Regions from separate parts of the Triticum aestivum genome. Here region 2 is linked to region 1. The links are chromatin contacts, called in public Hi-C maps. All regions are on one chromosome and are shown on one strand. The core of a region is the stretch at or near the end of the contact, and the rest is flanking DNA. Distances in the headings are between cores, read along the strand shown.

Region 1 (4,442 bases), core at 274-2,773:
GTGCAATTTGGTATATGTACACAATGCGAAATAAATTGAGCGCCTATATATTTTGGGTTCAAAATATTGTCAGATGTGATTTGTAACCTGACTTCGGTAACCTAGCCAGAGGTGTTGTTAAGCCGTCTCCCACTCTTGAAACCCTATGCACCACAACGCCACCGCTCCTGCCAACGAGGTCATGGATCCCCTCCTCCTCCGCATTTTGCTATGTCAACAGGAGAGAGTGGGGCCTCGGATTTGCGCTGCGGCACTATAGTTGGATTTCTTAGGATTGGAATTTCGTTCCCCAACACCAATGTTGTGGTGGTGATGGTGGCATCATGCGGTTCAAGGATAAGGTTCCCGACTCCTGGTGCATCTAGCCGACGCGGTCTCATCGGTGTCGTAGAGGGTGGGAGGGGAATTTTCTGGTTGTTGTTCTTCAAGAGTGGTGGATCTGGTTGAGCCATATTATGTAGGTGGCCTTTGAGGGTGTCTTCTGGTGGAGTGGACGGTGTCATTTCTTGTATTGATCATGTGGCTCCTTCTCCGTCTGGCGACATTCGGACATTCGATTGTATTTCGGATGTCCAGACGTGAAGGTGGCCGCGTGCTGCCTGTTAGTGCAGGAGGAAGACGGCGTTGATTTCTTCGAGGATTGGCATGTAATTTTTAGTTTCTGTAATGACGGTCTGATAAGGAAGCGATTCAGTGCCCATATGCATATGCACATGGGCGTGAACAGTAATTGTTTAAAATAGCAATAAAATCCAAAAAAAACTGAAATTTGTTGGCATCCAACATGCTTGAACGTGTGATGTGCATGCAAAATTTTGTGACGTTTGAACATTCGATGCGGTCGTGGCAAAAAAGACAAAAATTGGTTGTGAAAGAAACTTTGAATAAGTACATTGTTTGGGCTCAATTTTGTCTTTCTTGCCTATAGATCCTCGAATGCCCAAACATCACGAAAATTTGCACCCTCCTTGCACACTCGATCACAGTCGATACCTAAAAAATTCTGAATTTTTTGAATTTTGTTACTATTTTATATGAAATTATTGTTCATCGGGTGTAGATGAGCCCGTGCTCATACTTGAATTACCGGTCTTATAAGGACTAGTCGATTCTAATATATGACGTTTGGTATTTTCACAAGAGAAGTGTGATTTTCAAATTGAGCACATGCATGTAAAGTCATATGTGTTGAACACATCCTCCAAACTAAAAAGCGGGAATCGACTATTTGCACGACATTATGGACTCCGTGGTCTTCGTCCATGGCATTCAAAAGGAGCACGTGGTTAAACAGCTCCGTGCTTCCAAAGGCCTCTCGGCGCGCAGCTGTTCCGTTTTCGTCCATTTGCACGACATTTTTTCAAAGCCCACCTGACCCGATCAGAAGGCCATGCCTCCCTCTCCTAAACACTGCTTAACGTGTGTACGCATGTGGCCACTGCCCACTGGGCCACGCGCTCACTAACTAACCGCGACGTACTACCAGTGCCGTTACATCTGCCCGTGCATATATACTGCCTCGGTACCCAGTCGGGAGCCAAGAGATGAGCCTCCCGTTTGATCGTAGCAGAGTGGTTTTGATTGTGCCAGTGCGACTACGACTGCTACCCCGCGCCCGCGCCGACGAGAGCAGAGAAGCGAAGCGAATTCTAGAAGGAGCCGTAAATAAATACTCCTCCTAGCCGGTGAGAGCAACGCCAACGCCCATAGTTCCGTCCCATACCACACAACCACTAGCTAGCAACCAGAGACTCACTGCCGCCGCCGCCGCCGCTGCTTGCATTGGAGGCGCTAGCCTAAGGCTGTGCCATCTTCGTTCTTCGACGACGACCGCGAAAATTGTAGGGCTGGCAGACTGGTGGCCGGCCGGCGCGGCGGCCGAAGCCCAAGCCGAGGAGATGGGGAGCATGGACGGCCACCCGCTCCAGGGCAACCACGCCTACGCCCACGTCCCTGCCGGCAGCAACAACGACGAGGACGACGCGTCGCCGCCGCCCTCGGCCGGCGGGGGGTCCTCGGGGTCGGGCCGCCGGCCGCGCGGCAGGCCCCCGGGGTCCAAGAACAAGCCCAAGCCGCCCGTGGTGGTGACGCGGGAGAGCCCCAACGCGATGCGCTCCCACGTGCTGGAGATCGCCAGCGGGGCCGACATCGTCGAGGCCATCGCGGCCTTCTCCCGCCGCAGGCAGCGCGGCGTCTCCGTCCTCAGCGGGAGCGGCGCCGTCACCAACGTCACGCTGCGCCAGCCCGCGGGGACCGGGGCGGCCGCCGTCGCCCTGCGGGGGCGGTTCGAAATACTCTCCCTGTCCGGCGCCTTCCTCCCGGCGCCGGCGCCGCCCGGGGCGACGGGGCTCGCCGTCTACCTCGCGGGCGGGCAGGGGCAGGTGGTCGGAGGCAGCGTGATGGGGGAGCTGCTCGCGTCGGGCCCCGTCATGGTGATCGCGGCCACGTTCGGCAACGCCACGTACGAGAGGCTGCCGCTGGATCAAGACGCCGAGGAGGGCGCTGTGCTGTCCGGGTCGGAGGGCGCCGCCACGCAGCTGGAGCAGCAGGGCAGCGGGGGCGCCGCCGTGCCCCCGCCGATGTACGCCGTGCCGCAGACGCCGCCCAGCGACATGTTCGGGCAGTGGGGGCAGGCGGCCGTGGCGCGGCCTCCGCCGACGTCATTCTAGCGCTGCACCGGCGAATCCTCGCGCGCGCGGTTCCTCTACCTAGCTAGTTTAGCTTTCTGCTTCTTCCCTAGTCGTTTGCCTAGCTTCCATTATCTTGTTAATTAATGTGCTATGTCATGCATGGGTACTTGTATGGTATATTTTTTCCCTTTTTTGTTTTCATTCCTCTTCCGTCTTTGAAGCTTGGGAATGTAAAATTCCTACAGGTATCAAGAACCCAACGAACAATGGTTGCTCGTCAATTAGCTTCTTAATTTCCAATGATCAATTGGTTTTCGCCTCCTAATTTCCAATGATCGATTCTTAGAGCATCTTCAGCCGTTGGCCCCCCAGGGGGCGCCTAAAATCACCGTCTGGGGTGACCCGGCGAAAAAAATGGGCCTGGGCGAGTTGGCCCCCAGCCGCCGCCCCCAGGGCCGGCCCCAGACGCGGGAAAAAAAATTGTGTACCAAATTTACGCAAAGTTCGGCTAAAACACGCCAAATTTCGGCAAACTTGGGCTTATATTCGCGGATTTAAGTCGAGTAGTCGCAATTACATATAAAAACTAATAAAAAAACTAATCGGGAAGATGGAGTGGCTGGGGAGAAGAGATCGGCGGCGGCGCTCGGGAGATGAAGTGGCTGGGGGAGAACAGATCGGCGGCGGCGCTCGGGAGATGGAGTGGCTGGGGGAGAAGAGATCGGCGGCGGCGCTCGGGAGAGGGAGTGGCTGGGGGAGAAGAGATCGGCGGCGGTGCTCGGGAGAGGGAGGGCTGGGGGAGAAGAGATCGGCGGCGGCGCTCGGGAGAGGGAGGGCTGGGGGAGAAGAGCTCGGCGGCGGCGCTCGGGAGAGGTGGAGAGGTGGCACTCATCACAGGCGAGCGAGGCCATATATAGCCGCGCCGCGTCCGTGTGTACGCGTCCGATGGAGGGGAGGCGTCGGCGCGCCGCCCCGTGAACGGCGGCAGCCTTGCCATTGATTCCCCGCGGGAAACCGAGGCGTCGGGAGAAGACGAGGCGGGCGGTGTCGTTGACGCAGCTGGCCCGCGGCGCTTTCGCGCCAAAAACGATTCGCCCGGTGCCCCCGAGCGCCCCCCAGCGCGCCAGGTTCGGGTTGGGTCCGCCGGTGCCAATTTCGGCCCGAGCCGGCGATAAAAGGGCCCTTGAGGACGTGACTAGGCCGATTTTTTGGCGCCGACGGCCAAAAAATCACCTAGGAGGCCTTGTTGGGGGCGCAGCTGGAGATGCTCTTATAATGCATTTAACTACTCCAGTTTCGTAAGAAGAAACAATGATCCAAGCTTCTTAAGCTATGTACGGCCATGCATGCTTCTATGGTTGCACGCTTGGTTTGGGATATGCAAGCTTCTGGTTACTCTCGTTTTGATTCCTCAATTCAGTGTCTCGGCTTACTTATATGCAGGCTTCTGGTTACTCTCGTTTTGACTCCTCAATTCAGTGTCTCGGTTTACTTAATTTCGTTCAAAGTATTTTAGAAGGTCTAGGGCCATAGTTTTATCAAAAACTTGTTACTGTACACGGTCGCGAGATTTGGTGTCGGGTTCTTCAGATCGATTCAAGGGTTCAACGGCGGCAACTGCGGCTCCGGGGCGCTAGTTCTTAGCGACACTCTCACAAAAACTTCCTTACTGTCATCGACAAGGGCGGGCCAGCTTTGATATGGGTGGGAGCGGCCCGTGTGGCTCGTTTTAACACACCGCTCATTCTGACGGCAACAGTAGTTGTTTGGTGCGAGCAATGCTAGACCTACTTAATCTTACTTACAGATTTA
Region 2 (4,356 bases), core at 1,189-3,688, 270 kb before region 1:
TACTGACCCTTCCACCCCGCAGGACAATTCTTCCATGTCCAGTGCATACAGTCAAGTGGTCCAAGCATCCCTGGCCATCCTCTTGCTTCACTCTCAGTCATCAGCCTCTAGGTGTCTTCCTCGGTTGGTGCTCTCAAGTACTCCCGGCCAAAGACAGTGATCACTGCTTTAGTGAATCTTCGAACAACCTCTAAGTTTGTGTTTTCACCAAATCAGACATAGTCATCGATTGCATCGGCCAAACACCCATATGCTAAGACTCGAACAGCCGCAATGCATTTCATCAGAGCGCTTGCACTTATCTCTCCACGTGCATTTCTCCGAAGCTTGAACCAATCATCATATCTCTCAGTGGCTTTTGCAATGGTCAGAAAAAGACTTGTATGCATCCGAAAGCGTCGACAAAAGTACTTCTCCAGATAGGTTGGCTTTGGGTCAAAGTAGTCTCTCATGATCTTCGCATGACCCTCCGCTCTATCACGGTTGATGTGTATGCGGCCAAACTATGATCCTCTCCCCGGCTGCCGAACATCATCATTGAAAATCTTGTCTAAAACGGTGTCAAAGTCATCGTCGTCTTCTTCCACTTCGGATGATGACGAGTCCTCCAAAGCCATCTCCCGCAACCTCTTCATCTACAATTTAAATGGCTAGGTTCGATCCACACGGCTCGGTTCACAAAGAAACGATAAAAAAACTCACCTAGCCAATTCGTCGAACACTTGCGGAGCGGTGGTGGTGCACCGGTCGGCTGGTGTCGTTTTGACCAAACAGACCGGCGGGGACGAGAGGGAATGACCTGTCGCGGGGTGCAATCAACGTGAGATGTGGCGGCCGACAGAAAAGGAAGAAGAAAAGAAGCAATCCGATGAATCAACAACAATGGCGACTACTGCGGCGGTTCACCTGATTCCGGCGATAGCGAAGGGGGCCGAACGGGCTCGACGCCGGGCAGAAGGGCGGTGGAGGGCGGAGGAGGCAACGAGGTAGCGGTGGGGCCGGCAGGGGGTCGCCGGGAGTAGCGCCGGCGAAAGTGCAGGGGTGGGGGGCGACACGAGGCAGTGGTGCGACTTTTACTCAGCCGCCGAGCGGTGGAGTAAATTTAGGGAGAAGTTTGGGGACGGTGTAAATGTTTTACTCCCTTACGACGGATAAGGGGTTGGCTAGGTGCCGGTATTTTGCTCCTCTAACCGGTTATAAGGGATTGGTTAGAAATGCCCTAAGAGTTTGAAACTATGAATATTCAAAGACGTAGTTTCTGACCTGAAATGATGTTTGTACTCCCTCCGTTTCTTTTTAGTCTGCATATAAGATTTGGTCAAGTTTGACCAACTTTGTTGGAAAAATATCAACATCTAAAATACTAAAGCTATATGGTATAAAAATTAATTTCATGATGCATCTAACAATATTGTTTTCATATTGTGAATCTTGATAGTTTTATCTATAAATTTAGTCAAAGTTGACAAAGTTTGACTTTGACCAAATCTTATATGCAGAACGGAGGGAGTATCTTCCTTTCTATATGGAAAATGTCATGCTACTAGCCACCTGGGCAATTTGGAGCACCAGAAACGATCAGATCTTCAAAGGAAACCAGCAAAAACATATACAAGCTCAGGAAAAAATTCAAAGAAGAAATGTGTCTCCTTGTGCACAGAGCAAAAGGAAAACTTATGGGGACTTGCATTGGAATCATAGATAGAAACTTTCATTTACCTTGTTGTGCGTGGGCTTATGACCTTGCATTAGTCTTTTCCTTTAGCCTTTTATATATACAGCACTTTATGAAGAAGAAAATAGGCAGTAGGATGACCTACTGTCTTGCCTGAAAAAAAGAATGGCCGGTCTGTTCAGGGAGCAGTTTGACAAGGACCTTGCAGAGGCCGCGGATGGCCCCTTCATTTTTTCTAGCAAAGCAAACCATCCGGCTCAAAACTTTTCTTGACAGTGTGCAAAACCGTCCCAGCTTTTGACCGTGTGTTACCGTGGCTTGATATATGACCACAGCCAGTAGCCACTTGTGGTTGTTCCTGATAGAGAGAAATCGAAACGAAAACGGAAGAGCTCAAAGCGCACAGACTAGAACAATGGACAGGTGCGATGCAGGAAGGAACAACCCGACAACGCACCTCAACGTTTCAATCCCCTTCACTTTCATGGAGATAGAGATGGAGCCATCCAACTGCAAGTGGGGAGCAGCGGAGAAGAAGGTCAAAGACACCAACTTCGATCGATCCATTTCCGTTCCATTGCGTGGCTCACGTTCGCTCAGCGCATTATCCCACGAGTTCCCTGTCGTTGGCGGTGCTGACATGGCTGATCTGCCCTCTGCTGATATCTGTTTCTAAAAGGATGTCAACCAAGGATACCAAGGCAGAACCAATCCTGCCCACAAGCTCTTCGGCGCCGCCAGTAATCTGTATATATCCAGGCATATACGTACATGTGATAATGCATTATTTATACACGGTCGGGCTGTGGTAGACGCTCCAAATTCAACGCCCGCTTCAGAACCGAGACGTGATCGGACCGTGCTCCGCTCTTGCTTCTCCGGATATTTGTCTCTGAACCGCGCCGTCGGCTACAGATATCAGACGTATCTGAAGCTAGGATTGCAACAGGAGTGCCAGTTTCCATTGCGGCTGCCTGTTTGTCGTTCATCGGGCGAGGTCAGATACCACGCTGCATGGCCGCTCCAAGTCAAAGACTCCACGTCCGTGTGAAAATCTTGTCAAATTTTGTTTAATGCATGAGATGAAATGGTCCATACGGTGCAGCCTCGAATGCATGTGGACAGGCAGGCAGACAGACAGAGACTGGGTCTTGATTTCATCTTTACGTACGCGCGGTTGGATGATCTGACTTGAGTTCCTTGCATGGTTTGATGGATAGAGCAGTAGGTTGGGCGGGCGTCTGCCGGCCGGTTGCAGTGGTCGCGTTCACGTTGGGGCCGGTAGGGTAACTTGAGGTGCAATCTTATACTACGTCTCGCGCTGCACAACACACATTCATACGGCGGCAGACAACTTAAGGCACGGCGGGCCGGGGGCCGTGGCGAACCGGCAGCTCAAAGCTATTTATCTGTGCTTTGCGGCGGGGCGCCTCCGACTCTGAGCAACACACACGCGTAAGGTTCTTTGTATTGCTCCGTCGGCAATGCGTTCGTCAAACTGCCTCGTGGTCTGGCCGAAAAGGTTTACTTCATTTGCAAGGGAAGCAACCAGAGACCGCTCTTTCGGCGTAGTAGATTTGCATGCAGGTTTGACAAACCCGGCGACAGCGGGGATGTCGGTGCGTTTTTTCGGGAATGTTTGAGCTCCCCCCTCCGGCGCTCACGGCTCCAATTCACGTGGGTAGTTAGTCAAGGGATGTAGTAGCAGACACCATGGTTAAGAACCAAGTCTACGATCACTAATTCTTATGCCCCGCGCACGCGTTGCATCAACCTCATTAGAGCATCTACACCCGGGCACTCCAAACCCGCTTCAAACGTCCGGATGGCCGGCAGGTCACTGACCGGTCACAAAAAAGCAACACAGACATGCGCCTCAAACGGGGTTCAAAAGTTCGGGCTGACCGACACCCTTATATTCAGCCCAAATCTGGGGCGGATATGGGGCACCTGGACGCGTCCGTTACGTCAGACCCGGCCCATGCTGGCCCACCTGACCCCACTTGTATTCCTCCCCAACTTCTCGTTGGACAAAATCCTAGCCACTTCACTTCACTCCCTTCACTCCCCACCGCCACCCAAGCTCCCGTACTTCGATCTCCGGCATGGCGAGCAGTGGATCCGACGGTGATCAGTACAGATCCGTCGACTGGGGTGTCGTCTACTGCGGTATGGAAGAGGCAATGGCCGCCTGCATTGCACTCTGCCGCTCCCGGGAGGACAGCGCCCGACCGACGGCCGGATCTGTAAGGCGCGAGTCCATTGTGTGGGTGCATCGGGCGCTCAGATCCTTCGGGGCCGGATCATCGCGGTCCTCCCAGGAGTCTTCCAATCTCCCTTTCCCCATCACCGTTCCGCCGCAGTATGAGTCCTACCGAGACAGGTGTGCCCGCCGTGGAAAGGAGAGGATGAGGGCCACCGAGGCCCGACTCGCTGCCGACATGGCAGCGGTGGAGGCGACTGATGCGGCGGCACGCGCTACCGTCGAGGAGGAAGCCATCAGCGCCCGCATTGTAAAGAAGCGGAACGGAGGAACACACGCGCCCTCGCCCGAGAGCAGAATCGTGCGGTCCGTCCATTGCTGGACTGCCCCCCAAGGAGGAGAAGGAAGACAACGATGGGTCGGACAGCTCTGTCGATGAGCAGTGCCGGTTCGATCCATACTGCATCTTTGACCGATA

Evidence for each region. Hi-C and Micro-C count contacts between places; a contact is called where the count stands out from the background.
Region 2: a Hi-C map of leaf shows a contact between it and region 1, with 4 times the contacts expected there. The contact joins the enhancer-like site here to the promoter of LOC123097930 in region 1. A contact is called at or near these places in 3 of 5 Hi-C or Micro-C datasets (all in leaf).

Annotation. Positions count from the first base shown.
Region 1 is chr4D:362,143,496-362,147,937 of IWGSC CS RefSeq v2.1, reverse strand. It overlaps LOC123097930 (AT-hook motif nuclear-localized protein 29), which reads left to right and starts at 1,523. Exons shown (of 1, transcript XM_044519777.1): 1 at 1,523-2,930. The coding sequence starts at 1,899. The coding sequence ends at 2,669.
Region 2 is chr4D:362,417,578-362,421,933 of IWGSC CS RefSeq v2.1, reverse strand. No RefSeq gene overlaps it. Among protein-coding and RNA genes, the nearest start is that of LOC123097931, 41 kb to the left of the region's middle. Within about 2 kb of position 2,438, at least 1 of the 8 cell types and tissues checked has an H3K27ac peak or open chromatin away from gene starts, as enhancers often do. A contact at or near this core is called in leaf, where this site is marked.